2 separate regions of the Danio rerio genome follow, and region 2 is linked to region 1. A link is a contact called in public Hi-C data. All regions are on one chromosome and are shown on one strand. Each heading gives the region's core, a stretch centred on a gene start, on an enhancer-like site or on the middle of the called end of the contact. The rest is flanking DNA. Distances are from core to core; before and after follow the strand shown.

The links. Hi-C and Micro-C count contacts between places; a contact is called where the count stands out from the background.
Region 2: a contact with region 1 is called in a Hi-C map of an unstated tissue, with 3 times the contacts expected there. The contact joins two enhancer-like sites. A contact is called at or near these places in 8 of 18 Hi-C or Micro-C datasets (caudal fin, embryo, fibroblasts and 2 more).

Annotation. Positions count from the first base shown.
Region 1 is chr6:39,036,521-39,042,672 of GRCz12tu, reverse strand. All of the region lies in intron 1 of LOC137490239 (a long non-coding RNA gene), which reads right to left. Among named protein-coding and RNA genes, the nearest start is that of lrrc15, 22 kb to the right of the region's middle. Within about 2 kb of position 3,797, at least 20 of the 62 cell types and tissues checked have an H3K27ac peak or open chromatin away from gene starts, as enhancers often do.
Region 2 is chr6:39,319,626-39,325,777 of GRCz12tu, reverse strand. It overlaps opa1 (OPA1 mitochondrial dynamin like GTPase), which reads left to right. Exons shown (of 29, transcript NM_001007298.1): 14 at 79-209; 15 at 395-467; 16 at 553-625; 17 at 701-816; 18 at 5,548-5,612; 19 at 5,862-5,938. Among named protein-coding and RNA genes, the nearest start is that of opa1, 30 kb to the left of the region's middle. Within about 2 kb of position 3,832, at least 11 of the 62 cell types and tissues checked have an H3K27ac peak or open chromatin away from gene starts, as enhancers often do.

The sequences.
Region 1 (6,152 bases), core at 2,548-5,047:
TTTACTGTATTTTTTTCTCACTGCACGTCCCCATATAGAAAGTTGATATATGGCAACATCTGCAAATTGCAATTGGATTCCACATACTGTATATAAAATGTCATAACAGTCAATAATTTGTCAAAACAGTGCAAAAATCACTGTTTAAATTTTTTTCAACCATATCATACATATATACAGTATCTGTATGTGTTTATAAACAGCCATATAGATACCAATACATTAATTCATTCATTTTCTTGTCGGCTAGTACCTTTATTAACTCGGGGTCGCCACAGCGAAATGAACCACCAACTTATCCAGCAAGTTTTTACGCTGTGGATGCCCTTCCAGCCGTAACCCATCTCTGGGAAAGATACCTATACAAATTACAGGTAATATATCTGTAGGGGTAAATATATATAATATAATATATTTATGTAACATATACAGGTATGTACACATTTGTAATTCTAATAGTTATAAAAAAATTGCAATATTTTGACATGTATGACATATTTTATATTTGTGCAATTCATTTATTCATTCATTCATTCATTTTCTTTTCTGCTTAGTCCCTTTATTAATCTGGGGTTGCCACAACAGAATGAACTACCAACTTATACAGCATATGTTTTACGCAGCCGATGCCCTTCCAGCTGCAACCCTTCATTGGGAAATATCCATACACATTTATTCACACACATACACTACGGTCAATTTAGCCTATACCCAATTCACCTATAGCGCATATCTTTGGACTTGTGGGGGAAACCGGAGCACTCATAAGAAACCCACACGAACACGGGGAGAACATGCAAACTCCACACAGAAATGTCACCTGACTCAGCCGAGGCTTGAACCAGCGACCTTCTTGCTGTAAGGCGATCGTGCTACCCACTGTGCCACTATGACGCCCTTGTGAAATTCATATGATTTATTATGTCACATATTGAATTTGCATATATTTATATATATCAGATTTCTATTTTGGGATCTGTGTTTCCATCAGTCTGGTCTTGTGGATTTGGTCACAGGTTTGCTTCTACATCACAGTGGTGTTTTCATTAGTCAAAAATCTTGGAAAAAACCTTCTTTCAATATGACATTGGTCTGTTGTGATTGGGCTTTCTTACATACAGTACAGTAATGTCAAACGTGAAAACATTGTCTGTAAAAGTGATACATGGAACAAATATATATATATATATATATATATATATATATATATATATATATATATATATATATATATATATATATATATATATATATATATATATATATATATATATATTTGTATATATGGATTACTTTATTTGTAATCCATATATACAGTTGAAACCAGAAGTTTACATACAATGGAACATAACCATTAAAAAAAAATGTCTGATGTTAAATCATACTAAATGTTTACTATTTTAGTTCCGTTAGATATCCTAAATGATTTACATTTGCTAAATGGCAGAATAATTAGAGAATTTTTATTTTGAGAATTATCCTTGAGGAGGGTATCCTTTCACAAGCGTCTCACAATAGTTTAAAGAAATTTTGGCCCATTACTCCTGACAGATTTGGTGTAGTCAGATTTGTAGGCTGTCTTGCTTGCACAAGCTTTTTCAACTCTGCGCACAAATTTGAGAGGATTGAGATCAGGGCTTTGTGATGGCCACTTCAAAACATTCACTCTGTTGTCCTTAAAGCACATTGTAACTAATTTGGCTGTATGCTTAGGGTCATGGTCTGTTTGGAAGAGCCATTTGTGGCCAAGTTTTAATTTCCTGGCTGATGTCTTGAGATGTTGCTTCAGTATTTCTACATAATGTCCTTTCTTCATGATGTCATCTATGCTGTCAAGTGGACCAGTTCCTCCTACAGGAAACAGTCGGACAACATGATGCTGCCACCCCCATACTTCACAGTTGGTATGGTGTTCCTAGACTTGTAAGCTTTCCCCTTTGTCCTCCAAATGTAACACTGGTCATTGTGGCCAAACAGTTTAATCTTATTTCCATCAGACCACAGGACATGTCAAAAAATTATTATTTTCCCAGTGTAATTTAGCAAATTGTAATCTGACTTTTTTTGTGGATTCTGGCTTGTTGATTTTCCCATGTTGTCACAAAATGAAGCAGTGTTTTTGAGGTTTTCCTTAAATACTATTCTACAGTTGTGCCTGCAATTAACTCAATTGTCAATTAGCCAATCAGAAACTTCCAAAACCTTGACACCATCATCTGAGCTTTTTTCAGAGGCATAATATTCTTATTGTATGTAAACTTGGCTTTCAAGAAAAGTTATAACAATTACTAAAAATATATCTCTCATTATTCTGCTATTAACCATAGCAGAAACAAATTTGATAATCCTAACTTACCTAAAAAAGAAAAAGTTTATTCACATTAACATCTGACTTTTTTTTAAATGGTTATGTGCCTTTTTATACAATGTATGTAATCTTCTGGTTTCAACTGTACAAATCAAGTCAACATCATCATTAAAAAAAAAAATTCTGAAAAAAAAGGAAACATATTCAACATTGTCATTGTCACTGCTGTTAAGAACACATCACATTTGTGATTTCTAGATTTACAGTAATTGCTATTTAAAACAAATATGCCACGTGGGCAATGAATGACTGCTGACATGTCAATGATGATTAACCTAAACTTTCAAAGCTAAGCTAAATATTTTCGAAACAAATAAGCATAAACATGCTACACTTTTCCCTGTTTTCCTACTTTACAAAATGCACACAAGACGTATTGTATAAAACACTGAAAGATTATGTATGCAAAAGCTCTATTAGCACAAAGCATCACAGAGCAAACTGTCTGTTTCCCTGCTAAACTGCATCTATGAATCAATTCAAAAGGCTTTCATTTAACAATTTAAAGGAAATGAAATGCAGTCGTACGATGCAAGCGTCTTTCAATCTGCCCACATCATTCCATATCCTGTCAGTTTCTTTATGGCACAACAAAGCCGAAATAACGATAAGCACCTGGATCTCCACGGACTCCGTGTTAGAACCAATTGGCGGTTACTGATAAATTAGGGTGGGATCCAAACTGGTCATGACACTCACTGACTCCCTTCAGGTTGACGTCAGCGACATGAAGTGACTCTTTATGTGCAGCACGTCCTGTGGCTGGAATGTACCGCAATAAAGAGGCAGAGAAGCGTCTGAGTGAAGGAGAAAGAAAGAAGCAGTGACAGCCTCCCTCCCGAAAAACACCCCGTGAGAATTCACTCCTACACGTCTGGGCTTCGCATGTGCCATGTTTACAATCACACAAACCATGTGTTGCACTTTCCAGGCCTCAGACGCCTCAAAAGCATCGCGAGCGCCCTGAAAGACTTCAAATCACCTTGCTTGATAAATGTGGACATAAATTTCCCGCAACCAGCCTGTGAACTTTTGCCATTCTGCGCTCTGCTTTAAAACTACAATTTGTGGCGTGCATCACAGTGCGGTTTAAGTGCTCTTGAAAGGCTACATTTTTCCTGAATGACAAAAATAAGATTAACAAAAAAAATTGGTATCCTTTTCCATAGAGGAAGACAGGCTTTCTTCAGCGTAGATTATATCCTTTGAGCAGAATCACAGATGTTGACACTGTTGTGCTAGGTTAAGATAGACTCTAAAGCCCATTGTTTCCCTTCACTTTCATTCGTTATTGTATTTTTTTTTTTTTTCAAACTTTTTCTCCCACTCTTGCTTTCCGGCTTGCCCCCTCCGCTCTGATACTTGGCCCTGGCCAGTCGGACTGTGCTGAAAGGCCTTTAGATGGTGACTAGAGCTCCAGGGGGTCTTTCTGCCAACCATGGCCTGGGGAAAGGGCTGTATTGTGGAGATCAGCAGGCAGTCCCGGCTTCCTCAGTGGCCTCCGTCCAATAAGAATAATGTGAGTGCCAGGGTTAAGGGTCACCCAACTTCTAGAGTCTCCCCCACTGGGCTTTCACTATACCTGCCCTATCCCTATCAGTGCATCTGGTCAAGAGACGACAACAACTAGAGAAACGCCATCAAGAAACAGGCTCTTAACACTAAGTGGAATTTGGATAATTCTATTCTGTATTCTAATTTGGCCTTTTTAACATGGTCAAAACCACAGCGTGTCTGCATAGATACATGACAGAGATTAAAGAGCAATTGAAAAAAAGTTGTTTTTGCCTTGTACATATTTGCACGCCTAGTAATAATCAACAAAAACTTTTAAACAAAGAAACTGACAGCACGAGTGTTTAAATGTACAGACATGCAGACATGAGCCATAGAATGTTAATGTTAAAACATACAAACAGATTGTTTGTTGCTCGAGTTACAAATTACAAATAATAATTTTTTTTTTCTTGACACAGTGGTTATTTTCTTTAGTTTTCAGTTCTTTTTGGTAACCTCATTTAGTCTAAATAAAAATATAACATATTTATAGATATTACTTTGCCAGAAACACTGTAAAAAGTGATTTAATTTATTTTAATTAAAATAAAGTAACTCACTTTATTTAAAAAGTAAGCAAAACCATTGCTTTTGAAGTGATTAGTTGACTGAAAAAGTGAGTAAATTAATTATTACTATAATTATAAAAATAAGTTAACAAAATACTCCCAGTACTGGGTTGCACATGGAAGGGTATCTGCTGTGTAAAACATATGATGGATAAGTTGGCAGTTTATTTCACTGTGGCGACCCCTGATGAATAAAAAGAACTAAGCCAAAGAAAAATGAATAAATGTTAACAAAATAGTTCACCCTAACATGTCAGTTAAAACGTTTACTCACCCTTTGCTTGTTTCATGTCTTTGAGTTTCTTTCTTCTGTAAAAATTAATAAATTAGAAAATAATAATAGTAAAATGAAATAGGAAAAAAACATGTGTGAGGCGGAAGTGTATATCAACAATTGGCAACAATTCTGCGACAGTTCTTACAAATGACCTGTTTTTGTTTGGTGTCTGTGACTTTAAAACCAAGATATTCTTATAATATCAATGTAATGTTTTTCTTTGATATTAATTCCTCTATTAACGGTTCTGAAGTGGCAAATGCCATCATCCTACTTGTTCGCACTTACCTGTTGGTTTGTTATTTATTGTGGATGTTCTACATAGTTTGGTTGTGCAATTTTGCTAATAAAACGGTCACACACAGACAGCAATCACGCATTAGCTCTGGGTGAGGAAAAATAAAAAAATATATATATTTTATATCGCAGCCTCTTGCGATTATCTAATCACAACATTTCAAACGTGATTGCGATATGATTTCGATTAATCACACAGAGTTGAGTCATACAAAAAATGTAACATATTTTAAAAGGAGGCCTGGCACATAACCCCACCCCTGAATCCATAGGGGATTTATTAGGGGATAAGCAAAACATACTAAATTTTACAAATAAGATTTTAATGAATTAGCCTCTAAATCAAAAAGTTACGAATTTCCATTAGATAGCGTTGGGAAACCTGTAAAAATTGACTTCCATAGTATCTGTTTTTCCTATATGGAAGTTCTAGCTTTCTTAAAAAATGTTTTTGAGTTTTTTTTTTTTTTTTTTGCTTTTTTTCAACAGATGAAAGAAACAAAGACAAAGAAAAATGTTTGGAACAACTTGAGGGTAAGTAAATAGTGAATAAATAAATTTTTGAGTGAACTATCCCATATTTAGACTTAATAGTCAACTTAATAGTCAACTACTGTAGTTTCAATAGTTTCAACTCAATAGTTTCAAGCTACAAATTTACTTTTTTTATTTTTGTCAACTGTTCACTTTTAGGGCAACGGATTACTGACTTTTTAAAGTAAAGTAATTAATAGCTTTTTAGTAAAATAAGTCAAGTAAAATGTATTTAAAAGTAACCCTGGTTTGATTTTTTGAAGAGCACAACTAACAGCAGTTTAATTTAGTAAATATCATTTAACAAACACACAAATTGAACAATCCAAAAACATCCAGTCAATCACAAGTTTTTTAAAAACCTGGTAGCAATTTTATTGACACTTTTAATGTTTCTGTAATGCAGCCTAAAAAAGAGAAAAAAAAAACTTAACATTATAGCTCATGGCTTAACAAGCTACAAAGTACCTTCCCCAACACCACTGACAATGAACAGGACAATCTACTGCTGTGTTTTGCTCCAGCAGTTTTGTTTAATGTGTGAAAGGGT
Region 2 (6,152 bases), core at 2,583-5,082, 280 kb before region 1:
GTATTAACAAGTATTACATCTTATAATGCTTAATCCCACAATGTTCTCTGCCTCTTTCTTTATTTCTGTCTTTGTCAGATGGCTCAGTAGATGCAGAGCGCAGTATAGTCACTGATCTGGTCAGTCAAATGGACCCTCAGGGCAAAAGGACCATATTTGTTCTTACTAAGGTTGATCTGGCAGAAAAGAACCTGGCTAGTCCAAGCAGAGTAAGAGATTTAACTAAATGACCTCTGAATAGTAAATATTACTTGCCATATTAGCCACTAGAGGGCGCTGTTTTGTATCTTTTGACACAAATACAGAATTATTAAATGCAGTAAGGTGGAGGTGATGAATGTTTAACACTTCAAAAGTAAAAAAAATTATAAATTATTATAATTTTTTTTCGCAGATCCAGCAAATAGTAGAAGGCAAATTATTCCCAATGAAGGCTTTGGGCTACTTTGCTGTAGTAACTGGCAAAGGTAAACCTTGGGATTTTTCTGGAAATCAGTTGCGTTTGAAATTTGCTCTACTTTGATGAAATTATTCAAACACAACTCTTTTTAGGCAGCCCTAATGAGAGCATAGATTCCATTAAAGACTATGAGGAGGACTTCTTCCAGAACTCAAGACTGCTGAAGTAGGACTCAGTTTACACAATTTTCACTTTTAAGTTATTTGTTACACATTTTCATTGGATTATCTTTTGCTATAGGGATGGCATGTTGAAAGCTCATCAGGTGACTACAAAGAACCTGAGTCTTGCTGTGTCAGACTGTTTCTGGAAAATGGTCAGAGAGTCAGTAGAGCAACAAGCAGATGCCTTTAAAGGTAAGACAGAGACTACTAGATAAGATGGAGAATGATGAAAATATCCTTAATTTATTGATCCATTTGTTATTTCTGGGGTTCTCAGAAGCAAAGAAAATAATTTCACAGCTGGCTAAACATCTATATTAGTGAATAGAAACACATATTTGCTCTGAAGAATTTTCTATGACTTTTAATAAAGAGGGTAAAAGGTTGAGAGAATTATATATACATTTATACATGTAAATCCCCCTGTAACATTGACTATGTTTATCACAAATAATGTGATTATTTTGGGCTTAATTGCAATATAATGTTTTAATGTCAGGAGCAAAGCTGAAAAATCCTGTTTCCATTATTCATATTATTCTCTAAGAAATATGGTTATTTTTCTTACCGTCATAAGACGATATTGGAAAAATGAAACTTTGAGATATTTTATTTTTCTTTGATAATCAATAACTATAAATACACTTTGCCAAGATGGTGTATTTGACACTTTTTTTGGGCATCTAACTGTTTTCAGGTACAGAAATTGAAAAATCACAATGCCCAAAAATGCTTTTCTTACTTTGCTTTGTCCAAATATCTAAAAATTCTTAGTTTTTTCCCTAAAACAAACAACTTTATCTGCCAATAGTGTACATAATATAATCTTATGTTTGCTTTGAAATGTAGATTTTGGTACTTGAAACGCCAAAAATTCTAAATAAATAAATAAAAACATTTCAAATAAATAGTTAAATACAATTAATCTTTGTTGCAACTCCAAACATCATAATTTATTGTGTCCAAATGCTTTGAACTCTCTTAAAAACACATTATAAACTTTTACTCTATCCGCTTGTTAAGTGGTGACGTGTTGGTGACGTATGTAATACTGTTTCTGGGTCCAAGCAGTCACTCATTTGAGTTGAGAAATCATTCGTTTATCATCACTTTTTATTCATATCACACATTAAAATTAATTTAAGATGAAGTCATAGTGTACACAACAATCTCTGGGCTTGCTGCATCACAAATACCAAAATTTTAACAATTTATAAAAAAATGAATCACTTTCTGGCCATTGGATATTAGGCATGGACATATATATTGCGATTGTGATTTTCGAAAGTATTAAATTGCTTTAAAAACGTGTATTATTACCATTTCATGAGTCTCCCCATTCAGTTGAACAGAGCGCTTGGACCCGGAAGCCGCTTTGCATGACGTCACACTTAACAAGCAGATAATGGTTAAACATATTAGTGACTCTACAAATCACCTGTTCTGTAGCTTAACTATAATTCTGACTCGATGTTGCATATCCTGTGATGTTACTTTTGTGGTTGCACACTTTGCGATATCGATGCTTTAACAATATATTGTGCAGCCCTACTTCACAGCACAGGTGTTGAAATTAGAGTAAGTGTTTCTGACCGCTGTTTTGATTTATTTCTGTCTAATGCAAAACACGCAGTATGGTTGCATATAGTGCTGTTTTTCCACCAGAGAAATGTGATGTTAATGCAACTTCTGCTTGGATTGTGCTGTGGATTGGATTGCGCTGCCGTCATGTTATATGGGAGCAAAAGTGGCTGCGAGTTTAAAGTATAAAGCACAGAAATATAGTGTATCATATGTGTGTGCATGTGATATGTACTGTTGAAGTCTAAATTATTAGCCAACCCCCCCCCCGTTTGTTTTTTTTCCCCAATTTCTGTTTAGCGGAGAGAAAATTTTTTTCAACACATTTCTCAACATAAATGTTTTAATAACTCATTTCTAATAACTGATTACTTTTATCTTTGCCATGATATTTTCTATACAACTTCTATACAGCTTAAACTGACATTTAAAGGCTTAACTAGGTTAACTAGGCAGGTTAGGGTAATTAGACAAGTTATTGTATTACAATGGTTTGTTTTGTAGACTATCAGGAAAAAGATACAACTTAAAAGTGCTAATAATTTTGACCTTGAAATGGTTTTAAAAAAAATTAAAAACTGCTTATATTCTAGTCAAAATGTAACAAATAAAACGTTCTCTAGAAGAAAAAATATTATCAGACATACTATGAAAATTATCATACTATGATATGACATCATTTGGAAAAAAAAAAAATTCAAAGGGGGGCTAATAATTCTGAATTCAACTGTATGTGCATGTATTATTTCATAATACAAATCTAAATACATTTAACTGCAATCATAATGTTAAAAACTATAGAAGCATCACCACTGTTTGTAAAAAATTCATAAATCCCAAATAACTAAGAAATGAATACGAGTTGTGTAATTATTGTCATGGCTTTTCAGTCAAAATGGTTGAAAACTACTGCGTTAGTGCTATAGCACAAAATGAATAGTGAGTGATATGTATGTGTGTATGATATGCTTACGTGTATATTATTTTCATAATTCAAATATAAATAAATTTTACTCAAATCACAAATTTAAAAACTATGGAAACATCACCATAGTTAGTAAAACGTCCATAAGTTTCAAATAACTCAAAACATATCTGAGTTCTGTAGTTATTGTCTGGACTGTACAACCATAATAGTTAAAAACTACTGCGTTAGTGCTAAAATCTAGTGTTTGTAAACATTGAAATAATAAAGGAACATAGGAACATTGTCTTGCTTTTTGTTTTACCATTTCTATTTTTAGTCCTTAATAAGATGCTGATTTTCAAGGGCATTTTGAGAAGCGTTGTCCACATCAGCTCTCATGAGACCCAGTAAATAAACCCTAATAGAATCCAAACCAAACAGCTCGACAGCCACTTAACTCTGAAACCCAGAGCCTGTTCCCCAGTCCTGCGCGCGCTGATTTTCGTCACACCTCACCCCGGCATCAGACTTTCTGCTGCAGGCACGTTTTAGGCCTCCGCGCTGCCAATTAACAGGCCACCGCTGCTAACGCTCTGCCTGGAGATTTATTGCCTGACCCGGGACGCTCCTCAAACCTTTGTGTGGGCTATCGATCTCTACAGCTGCACTGGGGCCGGCCCGATAACCAGAGCAATTAGCGTCATCTCCATTGTGTGAGCGAGACGGCCGGCCCGAGTGTGTGCTGGGGACATGAGGCCCCTTGGGGACGTGGGGTTGCTGATACAGTGCACGCTTGGCTCCAGATGCATTGATCACGGCTGCGGCACAGTCTATCTGGTGGTTGGGTCTGTGTACAGAGGGAGATGGGAAGAAGCGTCTGAGGAATAGGGCTGTTGTCATTGGAAAGTTTGTTTTGGTCAAAAGTTTGCTTTATTGTTTTTGGAGACTAAGTGAACTTAATTAATTGGTTTATTCAAGTATTCGTTGTTTAACATTCATCTGTTCTGGGATGCGTTTCCCAAACAACAGCGTAAATCGTGGCTGATCTACAATAGTAAGATGCATCATTTGGGAAAAGATTGATGTTGTGACGAGTGTTTCCCAAAACTGTAATTGCTCTATTGCAGATCCGTTGTTCGAGTCACGTTAGTTGGCTAACGATGGTTTTCAGAAACGGACCCCTGATCACTGTTGGGGAAAGTTACTTTTGAAAGAAAAAATTACTATATTAAGTTACTCTAAAAAAAAAAAAATGTTGTGTTACTAAGTTTCTTTTAGGAGATCTTTTGGGATTTTTTCCTTTTTTTAATAGCAGCTCTGCAATTAACAACACACATTTACCTTTAAAAAACATTTTAAAAATTATAAATTAGGTTAACGTTAGATTCTGTGAACTTTCTGATTCCAGAGCTATACATGCGGTATATACAGTTTATTGAAAGTTTAAAGCAAAGTGTTTGCTACTTTTTGTTTTAAACATTTGAAAGGAATAGGTTATAGGGGAATAACTGCAAATAGAACACAACCTGGAACTATGCTTCTAACTACAGCTCTAGAGGTTTAGTTCAAATGCACAAGTAGCGACGCAGTTTGCGAATGTTTAGAATGATGGATTCGGGAAACACAAAATTAATTAATTGTTTGTAACATCGGAACTTGCGACTTTAGTTGGCTAATGATAGTTTTCTGAAACACACCCCTGATCAGTGTTGGGGTGTTGGTTATTTTTTGAATTAATAAATTACGATATTGAGTTACTCTCCAAAAAAGTAACTATCTGCATTACTTATTTACATTTTATGGTAAGTAATGCAGTACTATTGAGTTACTTTTGCATTTTTTTCTTACCCGGCTTGAGACTTGATCTCTTTCAGAACTTTTAGGGTCTTTTCCTATGTATTTTAATGGGAGTTTTGCAGTTAACAACACACTGTTTGACTTTCATTTACCTTTAAAAAAAAGCACTTAAAAAATATAATTAAGGATAACGTTAGATTCTGACAACTTCCTGACTCCAGAGCAATACGTGCAGTATATACATTTTAATGAAAATTTAAAGCAACGTGTTCGTTATTTTTTGTCCTAAACATTTGAAAGGAATAGAGCATAGAGGGGATAACTGCAAACTGAACACAACTGGGAACTATTTCTCTAACTACAGCTCTAGAGGTGTAGTTCAAACAGTTTGCAAATGTTTGTTGGAACGATGGATTTGGGAAACACTTAATTAGCTAATTGTATGTAACAACGGAACTTGCGACCTCAGTTTGCTAACGATGGTTTTCGGAAATGCCCCCCTGATCAGTGTTAGGGAAAGTTACTTTTAAAAGTAATAAATTACGACATTGGGTTACTCTCCAAAAAAGTAACTAGCTGCGTTACTTGGGTATAACCTAAAATAATCTAAACTGACCCAGATTTTCTTTGCTGTGCAGCTTCTCGATTTAACCTGGAGACTGAGTGGAAGAACAACTATCCTCGCTTACGAGAGCTGGACAGGGTAAGAAATCAGCGGGTTGAACTAAACTAAACTACATTTTTAAGTCTTGCACACTTTGCTGAATTTTAGTTTAGTATTCTAATTTAAAATTGTCGAAAGTAATTGGTGCATCATTAGTGCGGTTCCTCGCCCCAAAAAAGCACTTAAATCATGTAATAATCATGCAACAATGTAATAATAATCATGTGTGGTAAAACCAAAGCTGAAGTATATGTTTTCTAACTGTCATACCATGTTCCTAATTCATAGAACGAGCTCTACGAGAAGGCCAAAAATGAGATCTTGGATGAGGTGATCAGCTTGAGTCAAGTTACACCAAAACACTGGTGAGCATTTATCTTTTGCAAAACTGCTATGAAATTAGATGTACTCAATCGATTGAGCATTTTTTAAAATCAAATTAATATCATAATATCAATGTACCCTGTGCGAATTATTGTTCATTTTGTTTGACCTATTTAAAAAGTAACTAAATTGTAACTGACTACAAAATGTCTACAAACTAGAATTGCTTTTATTGTACAACGTGAGCTTGCATCA